Regions from separate parts of the Triticum aestivum genome. Here regions 1 and 2 are each linked to region 3. A link is a contact called in public Hi-C data. All regions are on one chromosome and are shown on one strand. The core of a region is the stretch at or near the end of the contact, and the rest is flanking DNA. Distances in the headings are between cores, read along the strand shown. Region 1 holds the start of LOC123164703 (phosphatidylcholine:diacylglycerol cholinephosphotransferase 1). Region 2 holds the start of LOC123163884 (glucan endo-1,3-beta-glucosidase 14). Region 3 has its middle 200 kb from the start of LOC123164703.

Evidence for each region. Hi-C and Micro-C count contacts between places; a contact is called where the count stands out from the background.
Region 1: a contact with region 3 is called in a Hi-C map of leaf, with 6 times the contacts expected there. The contact joins the promoter of LOC123164703 here to the enhancer-like site in region 3. A contact is called at or near these places in 2 of 5 Hi-C or Micro-C datasets (both in leaf).
Region 2: a contact with region 3 is called in a Hi-C map of leaf, with 4 times the contacts expected there. The contact joins the promoter of LOC123163884 here to the enhancer-like site in region 3. A contact is called at or near these places in 3 of 5 Hi-C or Micro-C datasets (all in leaf).

The regions. Positions count from the first base shown.
Region 1 is chr7D:487,460,293-487,464,338 of IWGSC CS RefSeq v2.1, reverse strand. LOC123164703 (phosphatidylcholine:diacylglycerol cholinephosphotransferase 1) reads right to left here and starts at 2,167. Exons shown (of 2, transcript XM_044582256.1): 1 at 1,618-2,167; 2 at 151-783. The coding sequence starts at 2,022. The coding sequence ends at 304. LOC123164702 (phosphatidylinositol/phosphatidylcholine transfer protein SFH2) reads left to right here. Exons shown (of 11, transcript XM_044582254.1): 11 at 1-106.
Region 2 is chr7D:487,040,871-487,045,070 of IWGSC CS RefSeq v2.1, reverse strand. LOC123163884 (glucan endo-1,3-beta-glucosidase 14) reads right to left here and starts at 1,967. Exons shown (of 3, transcript XM_044581287.1): 1 at 1,079-1,967; 2 at 1-912. The coding sequence starts at 1,292.
Region 3 is chr7D:487,264,593-487,268,942 of IWGSC CS RefSeq v2.1, reverse strand. No RefSeq gene overlaps it. Among protein-coding and RNA genes, the nearest start is that of LOC123164703, 200 kb to the left of the region's middle. Within about 2 kb of position 2,457, at least 6 of the 8 cell types and tissues checked have an H3K27ac peak or open chromatin away from gene starts, as enhancers often do. A contact at or near this core is called in leaf, where this site is marked.

The DNA.
Region 1 (4,046 bases), core at 918-3,417, 200 kb before region 3:
AGTAAACCATCCTGTAACATGGATGCAAAAATAATCTTGAGAGTACCATCCTTCAATCAGAAATAAATGGTGCATCTTGACCTTTGCCATCTGTTACCACTTGCCACCTCGCAGCTTGGTTCCTGTGCTGATTCCTGTCTTGTGATGTACTTTAAGCTTCTGAATTCTGATACTTGCATTTCAGAAGATGTTGCAACTTACATAGGACAAATACAGTTACACAATTACATATCAGTAAGTAGCATTCTAAAAAATGACTTGGATCATGTCCAGTCCACTGCAATTCCACAGCCATTGATGGGCCTATGATGTAAGCTTCTGTGAGACGAGAGCCTTCTGGCAGCTGCTGCAGCAACGGTTGTCGCCGCTGTCGATGTTCTTGCTGTCCAGGTACCAGCCGGCAAGCATGTCGAAGACGAGACCAGCGCCGACGCCGACGGCCAGGTCAATGGTGTAATGCCCTCTGCACGCAAGCAGCCTGACGAACTGCAGCAAGTTGAGTGTGTCGTAGAGCACCGCCAGCCTGCGCCGTCCCACGCGGCGCATGTCGATGGACGCGATCACCGCGCCGGCGACGTGCCCGGAGTAGAAGAGGAAGAAGGACACGTTCCCCACGGGGAAGTCCATGCCGGAGCCCAAGAACTCCGCCGGCAGGGGCAGCTGCGTGGAGCAGCCGAGCAGGCCGCGGCAGGTGAACATCATGAGCGTGGCGATGGCGGCACGCGGCCGCTGCTCGGCGAGGACGGCCCACAGGATGTATGCGGCCTGCATCGCCACGAACACCTGCACATGACAAGATCGCACGTCACATTCAGGATGGATTCCGTCATGGCAACACTAACAACTAGTGGCAATTGGAGCGGGGAACGGGTAGCTATCTAGCCAGATGCAGTATCTTATCAGGAAATCCATGGGTATGTGAAGAATGCATGACGATGATATTCTTGATCTTATCGGTTCTGGGTGAGCCAAGCCACCAAACACCGTTCGTCGGGTCATCCAAATAAAACACCATTCGTCAGTTTCTTGCATTTTGGGATACCAGCTACTTTTGCTCCCCTCATCACCAGGAGCGACAATTCACAAATATTCACTTGTTGTCACAGTACCAGAGGCTATACATCATCATTCCTATAATTAAAGCGATAGATGTTGATGTGCAACTGCCAGCGACGCGTATTAAATTTCTAACCAATTGTAAATATGGGGGTACTAGTAGTGCTCAAACTGGGATTAGACTGCTGCGTGGACAGCACGCGTGAAAGTTCTCAAGAAAAAATGTAGACACAGGAAGACAAATGTGACACAAATTCCACCTAGAAAAACATGAAAAGGTAAACAAACTCTGCACGAGAAGACATATGGTCATGTGAAAGTTGTGAGATGTTGGTGTCGTCTAGTGTCTAGTTTCCACTTTCTGGTGTGAGTGGCTACAATGTAGCCCGTTCTGCTCAACCGAAAGCGCGGGTTGCCTTCACGTTTGATCAATGAGAGGGTAACATTGGCAGGTCAAAAGTGAAAGGTAAAAAATGCTGGGAATTACTGGAGCAGATTAGATCGGCAGGAGCTAGGTTCATTCGCCGATCGGATCTAGGCAAGACAGGAAAGTGCGCTCACCGTGTTGAGCGCGGCGAGGAGCGAGTTGAGCCAGGGCCGGGCGGCGATCCCGGCGTGCATGGCGGCGGTGGCGTGGAAGCCGAGGTCGAGCGGCGGCGCGGCGGCGGGGATCATGGGGATGGTGTACTCCACGCCCATGAAGAGCAGCAGCCCGCACGCGAACAGCACCGGCAGCGGGTGCCGCCGCAGGATGCCGGCCACCCCGGCAGGCGACAGCCAGTCCATCGGCCTCCTCCCGCCCGCCAGCCTCTCGCCGCCGTCCCCCATCGCGGCCCCGTCGGCCGGCAGCGGGTGGACCTTCTTGCCCTTGCCCGCGCGGCGGCGCGCGACCGGCGCCGCGTGGCCGTTCGCGGCGGAGGCGGCGGCGGCCCTGTCGTTCGCGGCGGTCAGGCTGGGCGGCGGCATGCGCGCGAGGACGCGTCGGCTGGCGCGTGGGCGGTGGGCCGTTTTCAGCGCGGGTGCGCGTGCGCGCGCGTGACGCGGTCGGTGGTGGGAATTTTCTCTTTTCCTTCGTCCGATTGGATTGGTGGATTTCCCACCTTGAGATTCGCGGTGCTTTTGTAAGCGTTTTTTTCAGCCGACGGCTGCGGCGCGTGGCGGAGGTCCCGAGGGGAGAGGGAGGCGGGTGTTTAATGCTCCCGGCGGTTTTAAGATGGACGCCGGATTCTCCATTTCTCCTCTTTTAGGCAAATAAAAAATGCGACTTATTCATCTTGCATTTTAAAGCGAATACGACTTTATCAGACTTTAACAAAATCTGGTGGTTGATCCTGCATACTACAGCATCAGACCTCTGAGAGCATCTACAACCAGATTGAGCAAATCCGCTCCCGCAAACGTCCGCGAACACGCCCAGGGTTATGGCTCGGGCATTTAAGGTTTGTTTGAGGCGTCCGGCTGGGTCGAAATTTCTTGACCGACCAGTGACTGGGCGGCCCGCTCGGACGTTTGAGGGGGTTTGAAATGTCTTGTTGTAGATGTGTCAGGACCCCGATTCCAAGTCACATCTATCTAGCCGGTAACACCTCATATCACTTTGCGGCCTCACGCACGATATTCCCACGGGTGTCGCCTTACCATGGCCCGGGACCGTTTGCGTCTTTTGACTCACGTATATGATAGTGTCGCTAGCATCCATATGACAGAGAACCCGGGCCGACATGACTAGTCGTGAGCCCAAAGTGGCACTAACTTACGGGGACAGGCATACATGAATCAACATCGAGCATGTCGGTGAGCAGCGTGTGAATCCGGGCTGTAGCACTGGGCTAACAGGACTCCGGGAACCCGGGCTGTAGCAGGCTAGGCAGGACTCCGGATGTCACCGCGTGACATTTCCCCGAAGGGACAGACACAGGAACGAAGTGAATCACATGCCGGCCAGTCAAGTGTTCCGGAGCAGTAGTGCTGGGCTAGCAGGACTCCGGTGAACCGGCTGTAGCGGACTACTATGGCTCATGGAAGCACAAGACTACATTTCCCCATAAGAGAGGCTACCAAGGATAAACAACTAGGTTGTCGGATCCCACACATACCAAGCATTTCAATCATACAGACAATATGCTCGATATGTGCAAATACAACATGGCATCACAACAAGACTCTACGACTCAGAGTATTTATTCATTAGGCTCCGAAGAGCCAGATATTACAAACATGAGTCTCATGACCCAACATTCAGAGCATACAAGTCAAACACATGCGGAAGCTTAACATGTCTGAGTACAGACATCTACAAATGAAAAAGGCTGAGAAGCCTGACTATCTACCAGATCCTGCCGAGGGCACAAGATCGTAGCTGAGGTATCAAGCTAAACGTCGAAGTCCACACGGAACTACTAGCGAGACTGACGTCTCTCTGCAAAACATAAAATAAGCAAACGTGAGTACAAATGTACCCAGCAAGACTTACATCAGGACTATCTACATATACATCGGTATCAACAAAGGTGGTGGTGGAGTTTAACTGCAGCAAGCCAGCTTTGACTCGGTGGCTATCCTAACTACGACTGCTAGTAACTCTTTTGAGGTGGCGCACACGAGTCCACATATTCACCATATCAATACACCACTATGGATCCACTCCCGTCTCCCTACGAGAACGCCATTCATAGCACTCACGCTTATCTTGCGCATTTTAGAGTATCCACTTTCACTTGTCTATGAACTGTACAGGCGACCCAGAAGTCCTTTTCTGCGGACACGGCTATTCGAATAGATGATGTTAACCCTGCAGGGGTGTACTTCGTCACACACGCTCTCGCCACTTACCACCATGTACACGTCGTGTACCTCGGCAACCTTCAAGCGGAAGCCTGGCGAGGGAGTCGGCCACGACCTGACTAACCACACAAGTCTCTCGTCCAGGTTTATCGCCTATTCGGGTTCCATCCGCAAGGAGATCCGGCCGGGGTGTCGCTCACGGCCCC
Region 2 (4,200 bases), core at 718-3,217, 220 kb after region 3:
TAAACAAGGCAAAGATGTATGCTTTGACTGGTATCTTTGGCTTGAGAGGAGTTCCCTTCCTCAAAAAGAGCCTCTTACGGAGGTTGTAATTGTAAGTCCTTGCATTCTCAACTGATGGTCCTGCTTGATTTTGATCTCCACTAGAAGCCCAGCCAGTCTCTGCCACCCGGACTTCCATGTCATTATAACCAGCAGCCTGCAGAGCAGCGTAAGCTGCATCTATCTGAGCATCAAACATGTTGTCATAGTGCAGACTAGTATTCGGATCAACTACTCCAGGGTTGGGCTGAAAGAGAGCATAATTAATGTCGATCTGCCCCGGATCAGTTAAGTACGCCAAAAAGGGATATGCATTGACATAGAAAGGTGAGCCGATCCGTGAAAACAAGTCCAGCAGCGGTTTCATATACACCATGATTTCTTCCTTGAAAACACATGCAGAGGGCGGATAGGAAGTAGCGAAAACAGCTTCAGAGTGAGGTGTGAAAAGCTCAATTTTGTCATCCAGATGCAGTTTCTTGAGACCATCGTACATATTCTTAACAGCTCCAACGAGCGGAGCGGCCAAGCTCGGATCGCCTCCCAGCACCTCATTCCCCACAGTGATTCCAACAATGCGTGTCTGAGAAATGTAAGGCTGCACGTTCTCATTCAGCCAGTCAATCGCGACGCTCTCATTTGCAGCAAAAGCATTCAGCAACCCATTGTGGACAGCAATGACCAGGTTGAGCCCTGTCCCTTTGAACGCGTCGAGCACAGTGTGATCTTCATTATATATCTTGACATTCCTTATCTTGGACCTCCTGAGGAGCTCCACCACCTTGTCCGGAGACGGGAGGTTGTTCGCTATTCTCCCGTAGTTTATCCCGTATCCCCCGACAAACGCGTCAGCGGGTCGATTGTGACGATGACCTGGTAAACAGCAAGCACCAACAGTCAAATCTCAGTTTGTGACACCAGAGCCGGTGGTAATTTTGTTGCAAAAGCCTTGCTCAAGTAGACAATAAACTTGATGTATGAATTCTATGATCTAGACAAAACAACACTGAATTGAATTGGATAAAAAAACACGGCGTACCATGTGAGGGGGACGTGAGGAGGAGGCAACAGAAGAGCAGCAGCATCCAGTGAGCGCACCGGCGCCGACCCATGACCACCGTCATAGCAGGCCCGCCGCAATTGGCCGATCCGGAGCAAGAACGAAGCAGAAGACGGGCACCAGAGTGACAAGCAGCGTCAGAAGGGCAGGCAAGCCGTGCCGTGCTCGGCAATTTGGTTCCAGGCCGTGGCATGGAGTCGGGGCGGCAACTTCCATAGACGGGCTGGGGCGGCCACTCCGAGGCCGGGCACCGGCGGCTGCTCCCCCCTGGCCCCCGAGCAATCTTGGCAGCCTTCCTCCTCACCGGCACCGGCGCCGCAGTAGCACAGGAGCAGGACGGCGAACTTGCCAAGAACGGAGAAAGAATCCGCAAGAACAACACCAACCAATCCGCCGGAACCCAGTCGAGGGCAAGAAGGAATCTCGGCTGCACCCAGTGGCACGTACCAGGCGCTCCGGCTCTACTCTACTCTAGTCGCACCGGGGAGCAGAGTGCCTAGCCCAGTGCAAGTGGCGCCCTTTTCTCCAGGCGAACATCTGCTTCGGCGGGGGGTTAATAAGGGTTTGTTTGCTTAGCGACGAGGAGATCGGAAAAAGTTGGGAGACGAGACGAGGCGAGGCGGGGCGGGGTGGGACGAGGTGGATTGGCGACCCGACGAAGGGGACGCGGCGGAGGAGGGGACGGAGGGTCACGCCGCCGGCCCCGCGTCGCAGCCCGGATTCGCCACCGCAACGGCCGGGAGGGAGGGGGGAGAGGAAAGAGGGTTTCCGTCCGGGGTGTTTGATTTTTGAAACGGAAGGGGAGGAGGCCAGAGGGGGGTTAACCGGGGCCGGCGGCGGTGGTGGTGTGGTGTGGTGCTCTGTGCGTGCGCGTCTGTCGTGGACGGTGGTGGACGCGTCTACTAGTCCTTTTGCGGGTCTTTTGCAGATTGCCCCTTCGAGTGTGCCGCGCGTCGCATTTCTCATCTGTGGTCGCCTCACATTTCTGAGGATCGGTCAGTCATGCGGTTTTCCCTTTTCTTTTCTTGGGGAATTATGCGTTATTTTTATTTCTCTCCTCTTTTAGAATCTGATTTTTCTGTAATTTTCTAAACACAGTACAATCACAGATGCTCCATGCATGCACATATACTCATAAGCCCGCTTCACCTGTATAATGTTGGCATGGTTTTAGCCTTTTAGGTGAAATGTCTTATGAAATGTGTGCGCTTATGAAGAGGACGTGGGTTCAAACTTCACCAAGAACACGATGTATTTTTGCGGGGAATATTACCGTGATCGGTATTGTTATGTGTACTTACAGAAAGTTGTAAGATGCATATATAATCCCCGATGGGGTCCATTGCTGCGACATGTGGAGCTAGTTGATCATTTCATTATATATTTTTTGTCTAACAGCATTTTACATAAAAAAATAAAGTTGCAACGCGGATGCAACTAGAGCTTACAGTTCGAAGAGAAACAGCGACTTTTTTTGTAATGCTTCTGTCAAAAAATAAAGTACATAGGTAACCAACTCGATGACGTGTTGATCAACTAATTAAAGGTCAGTGATCGTGTGGCCAGTACCACCTTTTTTTCTGTTTCTTTGGTGTTTCTACTTTGTGCTATATGCTCACCTTTTTTTGCAAGGCCTTCTTTTTAGATGTAAGTTGCCATCCCGTGGTGAGGTGGTGCTTTTAAGCTGTGGGCTGTGGTCATCACATTCACACACCTAAAGTTCCTTCTCAACAAGTGGCTTTGCAACTAAAGACTTGCTGATTGGCTTAACATTGAAAAGGATACAAATGAGAAAAAATATATGAATATTCCCGTCCTTTCCCATTCACCAATACAGGACACTTTCTCCAGTGTCTATTGAACCCCAAGAGTTCGTCTTAAAACGTCTTTTCCTAGTAGGATGGGAATTTATTTTATTTTATCGTTTCAAGGAGTATCGTAAAATGTCGATTTGTATATTACAGATACGGCCATAGAGTATAGTGTTCTTTTTTTTCTTTGAAGCGAAAGCTTTATCCATTGAAGATATGCTTACAATCCAATTTGAGGAGCTCATCGATGCAAGTTAAACCGGGATGCCAATCGTCAAACTGTGGGGTGGACATGCATCTTGCCGGCTGAGCTCTTTGGTGAGCAACCAAAATCACAACCTCTCGAGACCTCGGTAGCGGATGCCCTCTTCTCGTTTGTATGTGTTACTCCCTTCGTCCCAAAATTCTTGTCTTATATTTGTCTAGATACGGATGTATCAAGTCACATTTTAGTATTAGATACATTCGTATCTAGACAAATCTAAGATAAGAATTTTGAGACGGAGGGAGTACTTTTTTCTCTAGGGTAGTTCGTGTGCGTGACTGTGATGTCTACGTGGGTAGCCAGGTCATCTTGGGCCCTGTGTACAATCGTGCTTGATGATCGTAGCCTTGTGGACCGGCTTTCCTTTTGCTAATTAACTGGTCAATTCTTCTCTTCGGTAATAAAAATGACAGGTTTTTTCTTTTATCATGTTTCGAAACAAAACAACCTCTCCTACGAGTACCTTTTTGTGCGAAAACATAAAACAGAATATCAGGAGAGCTCGGGGGCGGAACTGAAAAGACGAGAAGCACCACGCGTTTGGTCCTCCGCTCATCCTGCGTATCAGCTGCAGCTGCAGGCCGACCAGTGTAGTGTGGCTGCGTACGTAAGCAGTCGTAGAAACCCTAGCTAGCTAGCTAGTCGACCGGCACAGGCCGGCTGTTTTGTTTGATGCCTTGACAGCGACCATATTCTGCCTTTGCATTTGCACCGTACCGCAACGCAAATAAAGCTTTCGCCACGCCCACACGGTCACGGAGGGAGGACCCGGACGTGACGTCGACACGATCACGTTGGAATCAGCAGTGGCATGGGGCGCGCCCTTTGTGCCAGAGAAAGGGATTCTGGGTCGTCCTCCGCGGTCATGGAGGAAGGTACAGTAGCAGTAGGGAATCAATCATCACGGCGTGATCGTCAAGATGAGGGGGCGGCAAAATTTGTGTTTTTCGCCCTTTTACGAAACTTGTTCGAGATCTGACCCTGCTTTGCAAAAATTTCAGGATCCGACCCTTTTCTTACCGCCA
Region 3 (4,350 bases), core at 1,208-3,707:
AAATTTAAACATTTAGCACATCAAACAAGTATGCACATCGTTCTTGACAAGATGCATGAACAAAAATATTCCATCGATGATATGTACAAATCACATGTTCCTGCCGCACCCTTTTTCGAGCTTTCTGATACGAATGATCAAATCTCGCGCCGCTGGATCCATTAGGTTCAGATCCAACATGCTGAACTGATTCTTCTCTGCTATTCGATCATTTCTCGCCTAGTCCTCCTTAAGTCGGAGCTTACGCATGTTCATCTCCTGCTGCATTCGGAGCCGAAGCGCCTCCATCTCCTTCTGGCTCTGTCTGCTCTATTGCATTTCATCCCATCTCACCCTCTTCTCTTGGTTCTTCTTCTCCGGCCTCCATCTCTAACTTTTCTTGTTTCTTCTCGGCGTACTTGTTCTCATCAACTCATAGGTTTTTCTTTTTTCCATTGCCTCCACCTATTTCTCTCTATTGAGTCTCAACTTTTCTGATTTCTCCCGTGCTTGCCGTCGGAGTGGTACTTGTAGGCACCTTTGCCCTTTCCTGTCCATCAACATCATCTCCACCGTCGTCCATTTTCGGAGAGGAATTCTCGCACCTTTCAGCTGACTGACATCATCATTCCTCTTCTTCCACTTTTCGTGCTCTTCCAACTAGTCCCAACAATGTTGGAGGCCAAATGGTTTGCCCTTCAACTTGGGCATTTGTTTATACCTCTCTTGGGCTATCTCATCCTAAAACAAATAAATGCACAAGTACAGCTTGCCCAACGGTCTTTTGGATCGTATCCCATCGGTTTTGTCAGAGATTTGAGAGTAAGATTTGTACTCTGTTCAGGATGAGATCTAGAACGCTCCTTGATGCGCTTTCAATACGGCCGCCGATTGATCTTTCCCTGTGATCGCATCAAGAGAGGTATCTTGTCATGCCAGGACAAGCACAACATCCTCATCAGGCTTAAAGTTGCTTCATCGAATTGGCTTCTTCTTCGATGAGCCGGTGGGCTAGAATTGATCAAATTTCGTATCATGGGCGGACTGGTGATCGAAAAGTGACAAAGCACCATCGAGATCAACATTATTTGCCCGGGACTAACCCATCATCACATTGAGAAATGATGAGTCGTTGAAGGTCAATCCCTCCAAATTCAGAAAAAAAAACACCGCTAAATCGTATACATTGCATAGCTGCCAACGAATTTTCATGGTCACCTTGCATTCGATCAAACAAAAATTGAATACAAGGCGCATGATTGCTTGGTATACATCGCCATCGTGTCTGCTGTGACGCACGACTGGGAAGGCATCTCAGTTTCGTCTACCTCCGGGACAAAGCGAGGTGGGGGTGGGCCACGAGCACCTAGGTTCCCCATCTTCTTCTTCCGTCCCTTTGGCACCTACTAGGGGAGGTGGCCACCTCCACGCAACGTCGTAGGTTTTGACACCTCTTTGGCGGCAACATGGATGAGATGTTGGCCTAGGCGGTGATGGCATGCCGTCGGAGGCGCGGAAGCCATAGGAGGTCTGTCGATGGAGCCTCAGGAGGCGTGGGGGCTGACTAAAAAATGATTGATTTAGACGCGGGGGTTGAGGCGGCGTTCATGACATCGTCAACGAGGATTGGGGATGGCCGGAAGCGGTAGAAGGCGGTAATACGGTGAGGGAGAGGAGGCGACAAAAGGAGTGGGGGTGGGGGGGGGGGCGAAGTCGTTTTTCGGATGGTATGCAGTCCAAATATCCCCCACAAACACAAAAATATGAAGGATCGCGGGCTTGATGTGGAGAGCACTCCATAAATTATGTCAAACGAGGATGAAATGACAGCTCCGTTAGAGTGATCTTTTCGGCTAAAATCATCATGTCTATGGTTATTATAACGATGTCAATACGAGACCCCGACAGAGTTGCTCTTACGGTGTGTAAAGAGGTGTGACAGTCCCCCGAAACTCGAAGATATTTCCGAGAGCATTTTCGACGCAGAGGCATTGGCCGGGTTCCTTTCGGTGCTCGGTCGGATCAATGCCTAGGCGCCGAGTGAGCTGAACCTGGCCCGACATTCGCCTAAGGCCGAAAAAGCCGCTCAGATCCCCGGAGTTGAAGTAATGGCCGGCTTACCTCAACTGTAAGTAACACGTAATCAAGAGGGGGCGGTCACGGCAACTAAAGCTGGTAAGCAATACGCGGAACTTGCATCAACCAAGTTTCCGTTCCGAGCAACGTCACGCACGCGCAAGGAGAAAGTAAAGCACCACCGCCAGCCCAAATCCCTGGGGACGCCGTACTGTCCTCGAAGACGTGAGTGCTGAGCCGACGCTGCCGGGACGTGGCTGAGACAGCACCAGCACGGCCTGGCAAGTGGTGACCTATAGCAGCTGGACACAAACGCACGCAGTACTCTCGACACCAACCAGTGCATCTAGCGGTCCAGCACGATACTTTGTCCTCCCTGGCTGATGTCGCGGGTCGTCACGGGGTCGGCGTGGGCTCATTTCCATCATCTTTCCTGGATGAACGAGACATCTCATGGCGGTGCAGAGTGGACACCACTGTTCCTTTCCTTTTTTCTGAGGCAATCTTTTTTTATTTTGAGAAATCTTTTTTTGAGGCAATCTTTTTTTTTTGTTGAGAAATGGACACCACTGTTCCTTTCTTAATTTGCGTGAGCCCTCTCTTGCTTCCGGCTGATCCACGAACTCCTAGCCCAGCACCATGCGCGCCACATGAGCGAAGTGGCCCGCGCACCCAATTCTGCTACTCGCCCGCCCCACCTGGGAATTTCCTATTGGATCCTCACTTTTCGCACAGGCAAATGTGGCCCAGCCCATTTACGTTATAATCGATCACGGTCTTGCGAAACGTTCCTTGTCCGGCTTTTCCCGATTTGGAGAACTTTTTAGTTTTTTTGTTTCCTTTAGCTTTTTAAATTACAATTTTAAAAAAATATTCAAAAATTCCTAAATTCAAAAAGTGTCGAAATTTTAAGAGTATTTGCATTTTTATAAAATTGTTACCAATGTCCAAATTTCTACAAAAATTTCAAAAAATCGAATTTAAAAACTTGCTCGTGTGTTCAATTTTATTTATTTATAAAAATTTTAAAAGGATAAAAATTATTTATAATTTGATTTTTTACTTTTTAATACGAAATGTACATTTTTAGTGTATAAGAAAAATGTTTCTATGCACGTTGAACATTTACTAAAGAGATGATGTACATTATTCTTAAATACATGTTTGAACTTTTTTTCAAATATAGGTGGAACATTTTTTAATGCTAATAAAGATTTTTTTTAATATGTGAACATGTTTTTACATTTGACATTTTTTTAAAACAGGTGAATATTTCTTTGAAATGCCAAGTGCAATTTTTTGAATGCTACAAAATATTTTACTTATACAACGGGAATTTTTTAAATAATCATTTTTTTGAAAATTCATCAACGCTTTTTAATCACGTGAATATTTCATTGAAATGCCATGTACAGTTTTTTCAGTGGTACAAAATATTTTACTTATACTGTGCAAACATTTTTTTTCTATAATCATTAAAAATCATGAATATTGTTTTTTGAAAATGTCACCTTCATTTTGTTTGAATAGTATGAAACCTTTTTAAAAATTATATGAACTTTTTTTACATTGTATAAGCATTTTTTGTAAATGGCACTAACATTTTTTTCATAGTATCTAGACATTATTTGAATGTTACAATCATTTTTTTTCAAAATGCTATCATTTTTTAAAAAGTTACATGAACATTTTTTTAACACCGCACAAACATTTTTTTGAAACTTAATTAATTGTTTCTAGAATATATGTATTTATAATATTTTTTAAATAAAAACAAAAGTAGAATAGAAGAAGATAAAACAAGAGGAAAAACTAAACCGAGTGAAGAAAAGAACAAATCCTCTACTTCGTTGGCCCACCAGGGGGAGTTCCTGTAGGCAACGCGGTCTTCTCACATAAAGCGAGGCATAGACTTTCCCGCGAGAAGGCATGGACTGCAAAATGCTTGATCTCTCTCTGCATGGTCCTACCATTTTCTTTTTTCTTCTTTATTTACTGAAACCACAACGTTAGTGCAACTTATAACAAGTAATCACAACCTTTCATTGTCAAAAAAAGTAACCACAACCTTTCGATTTGTGAAGGAAAACCATAATTATTCACCTACTCTTCAAGAACAAGCCCCAAATATGGTGATTTAGCCCGTTTAATAGTAATCCAACTGGTCAAGGCCACCTGTAAGTGCCAACATAGTAAAAAATGAGAACATGATGGACCCTGCATCATTAAACATAGTCCTGATGAAGAGGCGTTGGCATGGACCCTGTCCCAGGATCCTCGTTCGTGGCAGCCGTG